Linked DNA regions of Mus musculus: region 2 is linked to region 1. The links are chromatin contacts, called in public promoter capture Hi-C maps. All regions are on one chromosome and are shown on one strand. The core of a region is the stretch at or near the end of the contact, and the rest is flanking DNA. Distances in the headings are between cores, read along the strand shown.

What was found. Promoter capture Hi-C pulls out the DNA fragments that hold promoters and counts their contacts.
Region 2: a promoter capture Hi-C map of hippocampal neurons shows a contact between it and region 1, with 2.6 times the contacts expected there. The contact joins the enhancer-like site here to the promoter of Uri1 in region 1. A contact is called at or near these places in 4 of 39 promoter capture datasets (the 3T3-L1 cell line, the C10 cell line, hippocampal neurons and 1 more), 1 of 484 Hi-C or Micro-C datasets (trophoblast stem cells), 2 of 115 datasets of contacts at active chromatin or transcription factors (Th17 cells and embryonic stem cells) and 3 of 9 other capture datasets (adipose tissue, liver and pancreatic islet).

What each region holds. Positions count from the first base shown.
Region 1 is chr7:38,015,820-38,022,107 of GRCm38.p6, reverse strand. Uri1 (URI1, prefoldin-like chaperone) reads left to right here and starts at 2,556. Exons shown (of 11, transcript NM_011274.5): 1 at 2,556-2,998. The coding sequence starts at 2,888.
Region 2 is chr7:38,138,105-38,144,392 of GRCm38.p6, reverse strand. Gm30912 (a long non-coding RNA gene) reads left to right here and starts at 159. Exons shown (of 3, transcript XR_391294.2): 1 at 159-291; 2 at 1,458-1,658; 3 at 2,418-2,523. Within about 2 kb of position 3,907, at least 11 of the 459 cell types and tissues checked have an H3K27ac peak or open chromatin away from gene starts, as enhancers often do. A contact at or near this core is called in hippocampal neurons, where this site is marked.

The DNA of each region.
Region 1 (6,288 bases), core at 1,307-3,806:
GCCATGAACTCTGTCATGCCTTCCCCTGACAAGAAGAGCTGCCTAAAACATACATGCCTACTTGCTCTCTCAAGGGTTGGATTCTTTAAGGAGGTATTGATAGAACGAAGGAGAACTTTCTTTGAAGCCTCCAAAAGCCTGTATTTGTATAGCGTGATGTGCCCTCTTTATAGCAACCACTTTAGATACAAATTCATATCCGTAGACTGGAGCTGGGATTGGGGGCCAGCCTTCTGTAGCACAGGGTCTGTGGTGATCTGGGGCTAATCCCATCAAAGAGGAGTGGAGGGTAAGGAGCTGTCCTTGGACATTTCAGGGGTGGAGTGGCAAGCCACACCAGATATATATTTTACTTTTGGGTTGCTGTGACTGACAGAAACAATGTAAGGGAGGAGACGTTACCATTGTCCTGTAGTTGGCTCACCATTTGTCCTGTAAGTGCTGTTGGTAAACTGCATGTGCTGCTTGCTGAGAGCAGGACAGACTCTCCCTACCTCAGATTCACCCAAGTTTATCACTCATGTCCTTGGAGACACTTTCTTGGGGCAGGCTGGCCTCTGTGCTTCTGTGACAGGGAGAAAGAACAAACAGCTATAATAGCACCCTTGAGGACAGATAGAAGGCGAACCGTTTCTAATGGAAGTTACTATCGTCTATCCTGTGACTGCCCGAGGTGGGGAGGAGAAATAGGAAGCTCATTGGTGGGGTGAACTCTCTGCTCTAGCTGGAAACATCCCAAACAGAGCTCCAGCCTTTTGGACAGACTCAGCCCAGTCTTTCTGGGGCATGTTGTAAGTGCTCAAGTTGATGTTATCTGTCTGCTGTTTGCTGCTGATTTTATTCTTGCTTGCTTTCCCGCTCTGGTTACCCTAGATAGTTCTGCTAGACGTCGTAAGGGCCTGATTTATTTTGTTCTCTATCTGCTTCTTGCTACATGTTCTTTTGCTTTTGCTTGATACATGTCTAAAAATGCACTCAAACATAAACAAATCTATCCTAGATCACTTTCTGTAGGGAATGCCATTCCAGAGGATTCAGTGTATTATGGCAGGGAGGCATGGCCTGCCTCAGTTTACTTCACAGCTGAACAAGAGGCAGAGAGTGACAGGTAGTATCCAGGGATGCTATACCAAAGACTTACCCCACTGACCGACTTCCTCCACTTAGGTTCTACATTCTAAACGACATACTAAATTCCCCACCCCCTCACTTTTCAAGACAGGGTTTTTTTGTGTAGCCTTGGATGTCCTGGAACTCACTCTGTAGACCAGGCTGGCCTCAAACTCAGAGATCTGCCTGCCTCTGCCTTCCAGATTCTGGGATTAAAGGTGTGAGCCACCACTGCCTGGTACATCCTAATTTTTAAGTATCCTTCCAAATTAGTACTACCTGTTAGGGACCAAGTATTGAAACACATGGGGTCAGTTCATATTCAAAGCCCAGCACTAGAGAAGTAGCTTCTGCGGTGCCCTAGGAGTCAGGGATGCTGCTATTGGCGGGAGGCAAGATGAGTGCTCAGAGTTTGACTGTGTTTCAGAGGTTGCTGCATCTGCAGGGAGAGAAATTCATATTTACCATCTTCCCCAATCGTCCCTGCTTTTTCTTTCTTGATGCAAGTGATCAAAGGATGGATGTGGACTTGGGAGCTGGAACAGAAGTGGAAGATAGGGGCAAACAGACCCACAGAGGGCCAGAATTCTGCAGGTGCCTGCCAGCCTGTTCCTATACACACAATACTGAGGTAATAGGATCTATGCCTATTGTCCGGGCTTGGGATAGAGTTAGGACAAGGCCACAAGGTAGACTAGAGGACTGCCACAAACAGAGGCTGCACAAAGGGCTAGGGGGAGGAAGTGAGTCCAAGAGATTTATTCAGCTCAGGCTGGCCTGGAACTTGCTATGTGGACCAGGCTGGCTTCAAACTCACAGATACCCTCCTGCCTCTGCCTTCAAACTGTTGGGGATTAAAGGTGTGCTCCCTGCTCCAGCTTCCAATTTTTAAAATACTGAGTGGAACAGGGATGGGGATTTAGCTCAGTTGGTAGAGTGCTTGTCTAGCAAGTCCAAAGCCATGCATTTGGTCCCCACTGTTAAACAAAACACCAGAATTATAAAATACATGGGATAGGGCAGCAGCTGTTGTTGAAAAATGTGCTACACAGTGCATACGTAGTAACATAGTAATATTAATACTGCAGCTTAATATATGTAAGGAAAATTGTAATGTGTACAGTAATTAATACATACGCAAAAATATAGTTGTATATTGTGCATTTTAGCTCATTAAACCACATTAGTTCATTAAAAGGCATGGGAAACAGCTGAATTTGATAAAATTAAATGAGCTTATGAAACAGTCTCAGTGCTCATATTAAGTTCCTACCACCACAGGCAGCGCCAAGCGAATTGGGACCCACTATCCCGCCGCCTCTCATCCTGTGCAGGGGTCCTGAGCGGCTCAGCCTCCACCCCACCCGGAGGCCCTGTCCCCGCCATAGCCCCGCCCCCTAGGGCGGAGCTTGAGAGCTTCCCGGCGTGCTGCGCGGGCGGGGCGAGGGGCGGGGCGTGCGCGGAGGCGCGGCAGTCGCGGGACGCTAAGCTGGGCCCGGTTGCGGGAGAAGAGCGTGGCGCGCCTGGTGTAGGGCCTGCTGCTCCGAGGCGGCGGCGGCGGCGGCGGCGGCGGTATGCGCGTGTGAGATGCGGCCGCGGGTAGCCCGGACGCGAGCGGCGGCCCCCGGGGCAGCGGCGAAAGTGAGCGCGGCCTCTTCAGAGAGAGGCGTGCAGTGCATGAGGGCGAGCGCGCGGGCGCTGGGCATCCGCCGGCCACGCCGTCTCCATAAACACTTGTTTAGGACTTGTTCGCCTCGCTGAGGCTGCGGCGCCGGGCATGGAGCCCCCGTCCGAACCCGAGCCCGAGCCCCAGCCCCTTGCAGAGGCCTCAGCCGCCGCTCCGCTGCGCGCACCAGAGGTGGCGCGGCTTCGCGAGGAGCAGGAAAAGGTAACAGGCCGCGCTTGGTTCCGGCCCTGGCCGGCTTCCGCATGTGGCCGCGACACTCTGAGCAACCTCTAATGCGGCCAGCCCTCTGCGTGAAACCGAGATCCCCACGCGCGAGCTGCGCAGCCTCGGGCCGCGGGGACCACGGGAGAAACTTTTGTCACGTGCATTTGTTGTCTTTTGTCGGTGGCCCTTTGACCTTCCCCGGAAGGGATGCGGGGATGTGGGGAATACAGAGGATGCAGGGGATAGGATAATCGGTTGACCCTGAACTGAGAGAGCAATTGTTGGGACTAAATAAAAATACGTGTTTTTTTTTTTTTCCTTTTTGGTTCGGGGATTACACTGTGAACAGAAGTGGTCACTCTTTTTACCCCTTAGCTATTTATTATCTAAACGTTGGTACAATGCGCGCGTGCGCACACACACACACACACACACACACACACACACACACACACACACGAGATATCCTTATTTGATTGAGCGTCCAAGTTTGACTACGTTGGTGATGATGCACTTCCTGTGCAATCCAGCTCTTAGGTTTAGTAGTCGACAAGAGAGAAGGCCTTTGTTAAATTTTAACTTCAAGCCTTTATTAAACAAGGCTTTCCCCACTTTTTTTTTTTTTTTTTGATCTACCAGAGGAGAGGAGAATGCTTAGAATCTCCGAATGGGAATTATTATATATTTTTTTTTATAAGGAAATGTTATGTAGTTAAGAACTACAGCTCGATTGTTAAATGTGAAATTGTCCTGTGGATTCTGTAGGTTTTCAAGTTGATTCTCCTGACGTGCCTTGAAATTCTTTGAAAAGCGACATTTAATTTGCTTAAACGTCACATGTCCTGTTGCCAGAGTGAGGTATTAATAAAGGTTTAGGAAGTTGCATAAACATTTGAGAAGCTCTATTTTTCTATATTTAAATATTTTTGCGTGTAAACTTTATGTTATTTATTTGGAATTTACTCCTGGAGAATTGTACATGCAGTCAGTTAAATCTATTTCGTCCCTTCAACTTAACTCCCTTTCCCTCCCACACATCCCCCTTCCAACTTCATGTCCTTTTTTTTTTTTTTTTTTTTTTTAAATATCTCAGTCCAGCTAGTGCTTGCCCATATGTGTTAGATAGAACCATCCAAGGAGCACGGGCACCACAAATCCCATGTGTCAGTCTTTGTCCCTTAGCTGTTGTCAACTTCCAGTAGCTCCTCAGTTAAGGGTGGATCTTGGGAGCTCCTATTTCATGTAAGCTTGAATTTTTGCTATGAAACCCAAACTCCTTTTTATTCATATACCTATGTAAAACTTTTCATGAAATGTGGTTAGAAAAATTGCTGAGGTTAACTATATGAAAGTTTTTCCTAGGTCCCAAGAAATCCCTTTTGGCTTAGAAACCACCTGTTAACAGATTGTAGGAGTCTTTCATACTTTGGTTAGCTCCTGCTGCTGCTGCTTTATATATATATATATTTTTCCCCGTTTTTCCCTAATACATAATACAACTGTTGGATTTTAAACTTGTTCTTAAAGATGAGAGTTTAAAAGTTAACCTAGTTTAATTTAAATCACAAGACGTATTTGCTTTTATTGATTTATATTTTTATTTATTATGGTTCTAGGAGAGCTATATTATCAGTCAACTTTTTAATTTTTGAAACATGTTCTTTTTAAGTTGCCCAAGCTGGCCTTGAACTCCCATTGTAGCCCAGCCTGGACTTAAAGCTGTAAGCCTCTAAACTCAGCCTTCTAAGTAGGTGGGATTACCTGTGGCATCAGACTTGACTTCATCTTAATTTTTTTTTAAAAGGAGAAACAGATTTTTAAAAAGGAAAATAGAGGAAAATAAGAAAGAAAGAAAGAAAGAAAGAAAGAAAGAAAGAAAGAAAGAAAGAAAGAAAGACAAACCAAAACAAAGCCCTACATATTGCCTCCTTGTTAATTTTGACCAAATTGTGAAGTGTCCCAGGGTAGCTGGTACCACTGCCTCTAGCCCATATGGAAAACACTTTTGCTTGTGAGTAATGCTGATCAGCATCTTTGCTTCCCTGTGTCATTTTTAAAAGGGAGAGCCTGGGTTTTATTCTGATGTTAGGGTGAATGAAATACGAAGGGTACTTTGGGGTGTTCTGAACAGCTTATTGTGGTTAGTATTATATTTGAGCGAGTACCTGTCTTGGGTGCTAAACTCAATAGGAGACTGAGTGTTTTCAGTGGATGTGGACTTCAATACCTTTGTCAGTCACATCTTGTGTTAATGTTAAGTTGGCATACAAATTAAATGTGCATTTCTGTTTGGGTTAGGTAAAATGCCTCCCAGTTTATAAGAAAGCCCTTCAGTATTTACTTAACAGACTATTTACATAATAGAAAAATCTGCATTGGTAGACAGGAGAGTCACAAGGGCTTAACAAGACACCCTGGTTAGATGCCTGTGCTTTATTTAGAGTTTTGCACAGGAGAGCTTTGCTTTGTAAATAGTGAGTTAGTAATTTTGTGAGGGACTTTACTTAGGTTTTAAAGCCCACTCATTTTAACAGTCCTGCAGTCTGTGGTATGAAAGTAGAAGCATTAAAAGTGTCATAGTAGCTTTGTGTGAGTGGATACTTACTACCCTTTGTCAGCCATAGCCTTTCCCTGTTCATGAGAGGGAATTAAACTGTCAACAGAATGACTTTTTGGTTTGATGGCGGTACCTACTTTGCTGGCTTTAGCTGCAGAAAGGGACCTGAGTTCCTCACATAGAGGCTTAGAACCTGGCTTGAGAAGGACTGTAGATAATGCTTAGTTGTTGTTGCCCTTGTTTCCTTGAACTCCCACTAAGTGGTCCAGGTTTTATCCTGGTCTCTCCTTATTTGGTTCTGCTTGATACTGGAACACTGACTCTGAGAAGGAAATTATGGCAGCTTGAAGAAAAGGGTAAACAATATGTATACCATCCGCAGTGAGTGACAGCATCTGAGGAGAATGGGTAGGGTCAGGGTCAAGTTCATTAGCACTTTCTCATTTTCATCTACACAATCAGTGGTGAAACAGTCTTACCCCCCCCCTTTTTTTTTGTTAAAATTTTTGTTTATTTCTTTTTTTCTTTTTTCTTTTTCTATTCTTTTCTTTTCTTTTTTTTCTTTCTTTCTTTCTTTTTTTTTCTTTTTTGAGACAGGGTTTCTCTGTATAGCCCTGGCTGTCCTGGAACTCACTTTGTAGATCAGGCTGGCTCAGACATCTGCCTGTCTCTGCCTCTCAAGTGCTGGGGTTAAAGGCGTGCGCCACCACTGCCTGGCTTTGTGTTCATT
Region 2 (6,288 bases), core at 2,658-5,157, 120 kb before region 1:
CCTCATTCCTGGGCCTCTTTTCTAACATTCCAGGTCTGCTCATGGTGCCTCCACAGGCGTCTGAGTTGTGCAATCCTAGGTAAGTAGGGGCAAGGTGACAATTTTTTTCTCTGAGGGACACTTACTTGGCAGGACCTGGAGACACTTTGGTTTTCAGAGCAGAAGGACAAGTGTTTCAGGTCTCTGGCTGGGTCATTCTGCCATGCACAGGGTGGCCTCTTAATGAACAACAGGGTCAGAGGTCAACAACACTGAGTCTGGGAAACCTGCCCCAGGTCCCTGTGAATGAAGGTTTGTGCTGAAGGGAGAAGGAGGAGTGGGAGGGGGAGAGGGAGGAGAGGGGGAGGGGGAGAAGAGGGGAGGAGGGGAAGGAGGAAGAGGAGGAGGGGGATGAAGGGGAGGAGGAGGAGGACCACCACCTTGACACATAGCTAGGGTTTTCTTCACACAAAAGGGTTCAGTGTGGAAGGCAGGGTGGTGGGAGGAGGGAGGGGTAGGCCAGGCCCGAGCCCACCTCCACCTCTCTACAGTAGAGGTCTGACTACAGTCAGGGACATATCCACCTACTTGCATGGAAGATGGAAGAGAGGTATGGAGGTTAGGGACCCTGAGTCTGGTTGGCCAGGCCTATTTGCCAGGCATTTGAGGAAACCTAGCTGTGCAGGCAGCTTGCTGGATGCAGGGATGCTCAGTCAAGAACAGGAAATCTGTACTATACGGACCACTGAGTATGACTGTCTTGGGTCCCAGGAAGCCTTCAGGGTAGTGCTGTGAGAGCCTAGAGCATACTCCCATGGGGTCCTTACTCAGGCCACATCAGACTCACGAGATCCTGATGTCCCCTTGTGCATACATGTGGATTTCCCTTTCTATCCTAGCCTTGGACACTGCCAAGGTCTACTTGTACCCCCAAGGTCTCTGGTATCTGAGACCACACACAAAACCTAGCAGCTTTAGAGATGGCCTGTGTACCCATTTCTGAGGTGCACAGCGGACTGACAGCAGCATTGTTGTGGCTACTCTCCAGAGACCTTCAAAATGGGATCTGTTGATGTCCCCTGACAGGAGGAGGGGGTGGTGAGGGTCTTAGACACTCCCCTGAGATTCCAGTTACTCTCCTGTGCTGTCCACTCATCTGTGTGCTGTTCTGACCCAGATATCTATGGTTTCTGGGTCTCAGAAGGTGCTAGAGTATAGAATGTGTGGAGAGTTACCTGAGAGTGGAGTAGTTTCTGTCTATGTAGCTATGGGGAATTCATCATCCATATTGGTGGAAAAGTCTTTTGGTGGTTTGGGGTTTGGGGTTCGCCTAGTCTCCTGTAAGCAATTCAATCAGCATGTTCCTCTAGTTAACCCAATAAATCCATTGGTTCCCAAGCTAGGTAGGCAGAATCATACTTGGTCTGTTGTTGGAGCCCCGTCTGGGGTAGCAGTTTGTTCTGTTGGTGTCTCCCCAGGTAAAACTTACCCAGTGCTGTGTCAGAGCAGGGAGGAGAGGTCCTGCTTTGCACAAGAACACCTGAGAATATCTGCTGAGACGATGAAAGCTTTGCTGTTGGCTCATGTCGCAGAGACTTTGGTGCTGGCTCTGTTTCTGAGCATTATGATGGGAGCGAGAAGAGGGAAAGATCTGCTCACAATTGGCCAAGAGGATGACAGTGAGTTTGCTCTACGACAAGCTCCTCCCCCCAAACCCAGTCAGCTATGAATCTACCAAAGGATTCATTCTCAGAAGGTAGTCAGGTCCTCTTGATCCATGCACTCCAGAAGGCCCAGCCTCTGAGCCCCACTGCCTGGAGCCAAGCCTTCAGCTCATAGTTCTGATGGACACTGTAAGTCCAGCACATAACAACCATGTGCAGAATGCATGGAGGGGCTGGCCACTCCCATAGGCTCTGCCAACAGATAGACGCTCTTTATTCTTATTTGTGTGTGTGTGTATGTGTGTGTGTGTGTGTGTGTGCCCGCACACGCACCTATGGTAGTATACACACAGCATGCATGCAGTGTTCATGGAAGCCAGAAGAGGGCGTCAGGTCCCCTGCAACTGGAGTTCCAGGTGGTCGTGTACTGCCCTGTAGGTGTTGTGAGCCAAGCCTTAATCCTCTCCAAGAACAGCAAGTGCTCTTAACTGCTCATCCATCACTCCAGCACCCTGATTGCTGGGTACTCCCTTCACAGCACTGCCTCGGGACTCTCGTAACTATATTCTGTGATGTCTGTCACAAGTCTCTCCCTGGTTCTATTTCCCCTGAGTGGAAGACCACCTCTCAGAGAACCTTTCCGTGGCCTCGCTTGAGGTGTGAGACACGGTACCTTACTCTCATAGGGAATGTGGGAGTCGTCAGGGGCTTTACTCCCAACAAGGAGAGGAGGTGTCCTCCCCTAGCCTTTCTCAGTCCCATTTCCTCTCATAGGCTCTTGCTTACTACTGACCACTGAGTTCCTCTACATGCATTGCCAGAAATGTCCAGCAGAGGGCGCCCAGCCCTGTGGATCTTTTTAGAAGACAGCCACCCTGGTGCCAGCCTGAGAGAGTCCTCATTCCAGGTAGCCTATTCTAAGCATCAGAAGAAACAAACACCTCTTCCTGGTCCTCAGGCCTGTGGACAGTCTTCTCGCAGACCAAGCACTGGTAGATATGAGCTGTGTCCTGTTTGTTACTCTTTCCTATTACTTTGGGTACAACTTAAACCTTCCTATCCAGGTTCCCAACAGGACCCTCATTTTGTAAAAATTAAAATTAGGTAATGAACTGAACATGACAGCATACACTCATAATCCTAGGATTTAGGAGGCTGAGGCAGATAAAGTATGAGTTTGAGGTCACCGTGGGCTACATAGTGAGGACCCCCCAACACACACACACACTTCTCTGTTTTTTGAAAGAATCTCTGCCCCACTCCTTATTTTAGACCCAAAGAGCCCTTGCTATTTCCCTAGGCCCGGGCTGAGATTCAAGAAAGACAAAGAAACATAAGCTGAGTTTGAAAACACAGAGCCCGTGGGAGCCAAGGTGTTTGGTGGTGGTGGTGGGGGAGGGGGGATCTTGTGCTCTGAGAATAAGTGCCAGGGCAGACCAGAGCAGGCTCAGTTCTTGAATACTACCGCATTTCTTGCTGTGCGGCCCCGAGCAGGTTATTTTACCACTTGCTACCTCAGTCTCCTTTTCTGCACAATGGACCTGGAGTCCCTCTCTGGGACAAGACAGCATGTGAAGAGTTAGGCTTAGAAACTACACAGTGGTTCTCAACGTCGGGGTTGCAACCCTTTGGGGGCAGGGGGGTCAAACAACCTTTTCCCAGGGGTCACATATCAGATATCTTACATATCAGATATTTACATTACGAGTCATAACAATAGCAAAATTACAGTTATGAAGTAACAATGAATATAATTTTACAGTTGGCACTGGGGGCCACTACACGAGGAGCTGTATTAAAGGGTCGCAGCATTGGGAAGGCTGAGAATCCCCGAGTGAGCTAGAATGTCAAATCTTTTTACTTCTCAGCCCTGGCATCATTACTGGGCTGAGTCTTAACAACAGGGACCAGAACTTGCCTGGTAGCAAGAAGGGGACACGGGTTAAAGAAGGTCTGAGTGGGCAGAGTTCCGGGAGCAGGAGCGGGGCTGCGTTTCCAACCTGGGCTGTATCAGACACGGGGAGAAGGGTACACCGCCCCACACTGGCAATGTTGCTTAGAGGGAGGAATCTGCTGCCTGCTAAGTCTTTACAACAAGAAAACTCATCTTGCTTCCGTGCTCAGCAGTGAGTAAAAACACAAATCTTTAACGTGTTAGAAAACAGCCTGCAATTTGAATCTCAGCTCTTCCTCCATCTGTGGCAGTTTGCACTGGTTTTTTTAGAGTGTCAGAATGCCTCGCCTCGGCACCAGCCTGCTGCAGACACCATCCACTGGGGAGACGCCTCCCCCAGGGCTCTGAGGAATCCTATTTCAGACACCGTAACACAGCCCCAGCCCCAGCCCCACACTGCAGAATGCCAGGATGTTCCCCCTAAGCTCTGTATGAGGGAGCCCCGGATTTGTGGTGCCTGGAGATGAGAGCGCTACCCTCATACCAAGCCATCTTAGGGAGATGAGCTGATGAGTTTGTTAAAGAGAACTATTTCAGAAGTAGGGTAGGACTACTCTGGGGCACAGTGGTACAGACCTATAATCTCCACTCCTGGGAGGCTGAAGCAGGAGGGTCATAGATCCAAGGTCATTCTGGGCTACAATGTAAGTTCAAGGCCAACCAGGGCAACTTGATGAGAGCCTGTCAAAAAAAATAAAATGTTTTTAAAAGGGACCTAGAGCTCAGCAGAAGAACACTTGCCTAGTGAAAAAGGCTTTATTAAGACACACTATCTTCTAATTTTTCTTTTTAAATTGTGTATATGTGATGGGTCTCTGTGTGTGTGTGTGAGGAGCCAGAGGTACAGGATCCCTTTGGAGCTAGAGTTACAGGAGGTCACAAGCTGCCAGACATGAGTGCTGAGATCCGAACTCAGGCCCCCGGGAGAGCAGTGCGCTCTCCTAACCTCTCGGCCATCTCTATGACCCTACAGCATCTCATCTTTATTGCTAACATTTGGAGGATTAAACATAACCCTCGTGAGCCTGCAGTGTGCCCCAAGGGGACCTCAGTTCAGCACCCTGGAGATGCATGGCTGGGCCTTCTAGAACATTCTGGGTCAGCCCATCCCAGTCTTCTACCCCCTCAAGAGCACCAGAACTGACAACTGCATCCTTGGGAAATTTGTGCCACTCCAGAGCTTTTTCAAATGACAACGAATCAAACAGGGGGAAAAAATAGCAATATTTTATAAGTTTTAAAATGCTATTTTAACACAAATCCCAGAGCAACTATAGCATAAATCAACAGACACCCAAAAGTATGTTTGTACAAGAAATGTAATAAGCTGGTATGAAAAACAGTGTCAACTGGTACAGATGGCAGAAAAAGCCAATATTCAAATGTATGCTGTTTTACTAACACATTAAAGATCAACATTTTGCTACCTGCTGCTCATGATAGCAAGATTAAAAAAACACACAACACACACATACACTCCCGAGTAATGTTATAACCCAGAGAATGAAGATTCTTAAAGAAATTGTCACATTCTTTCTATACTTCATCTGTTGGCTTTAAGGCTTTCTCCATTGAGAGAGACATTTGCATCTGAAAATGCCGCCCCTCTCCTATCTGCCTGGTGTTTGAGAACACTAAGGAGAAGGTGGGGAGATCAGAGCTTTGGTCCCTAAAGGTCCCCTCTAGCCTGGGATTGGGAATAGTATCACCCCACACACATGCATAGTGCCACCCTGTAAATAGCACTTGACAGGTTTCGGGATACTTACTCAAGCACTGTAACACTAGGGACCCCCAAGAGCCCTACGAGGTAGCAAGCCAGGAAACCTTAGATGCACGCAATAGCTGGCACAGAGGCTCAGAGATGAGAGGCAATGGCCAGAGCTTGCAGGATCTACAGGGAGCACACAAGGCCCGACAGACTACGTAATGATCATTGTAGAGCCCGTGGGCATTCAGATCCAACTTCATCGTGCTGGAGGCATCACAATGCCTGACCTCAAACTAGACTACAGAGCCACTGTAGCAAAGACTGTGCCTGCCCACCGACCAATAGAAGAGAACAGAGGCCCTAGAAACGAAACCACATGGTTGCAGCCAACTGATTTTTGACAAAAGGACTAAAATGCACTGGGAAAAGACAACTTCTGCCACAAGGTCCTGGGGGAAACTGGGTAATTACAAGGAGAAAAACAAAACTAGATCGATCCCTCCTTCCCTTTCCTTCTCCCTCTCTCTCCCTCTCTCTTTCTCTTTCTCTGTGTCTGTCTCTATCTCTTTGTGTGTATGTGTGTATGTCTCTCTGTCTGTCTATCTGTGTATGTGTGTGTGTGTGTGTGTGTGTGCCTGTCTCTCTCTCTCTCTGTCTGTCTCTCTCTGTGTGTATGTGTATGTGTATCTGTCTCTCTGACTCTCTGTCTCTCTCTCTCTCTTTTTCTCCTTTTGTGACTGTCTGTCTATCTGTCTCTATTTCTCTCTGTGTATGTGTGTGTATCTCTCTGTCTGTTTCTCTGTCCATCTGTGTATGTATGTGTGTGCCTGTCTCTCTCTCTGTCTGTCTCTATCTCTCTATGTGTATGTGTATCTGTCTCTCTGACTCTCTGTCTCTGTCTCTCTCTTTCTCTCTCTCTCTCTGTCTGTCTGTCTATCTGTCTCTATTTCTCTCTCTGTGTGTGTATATCTTTCTGTCTG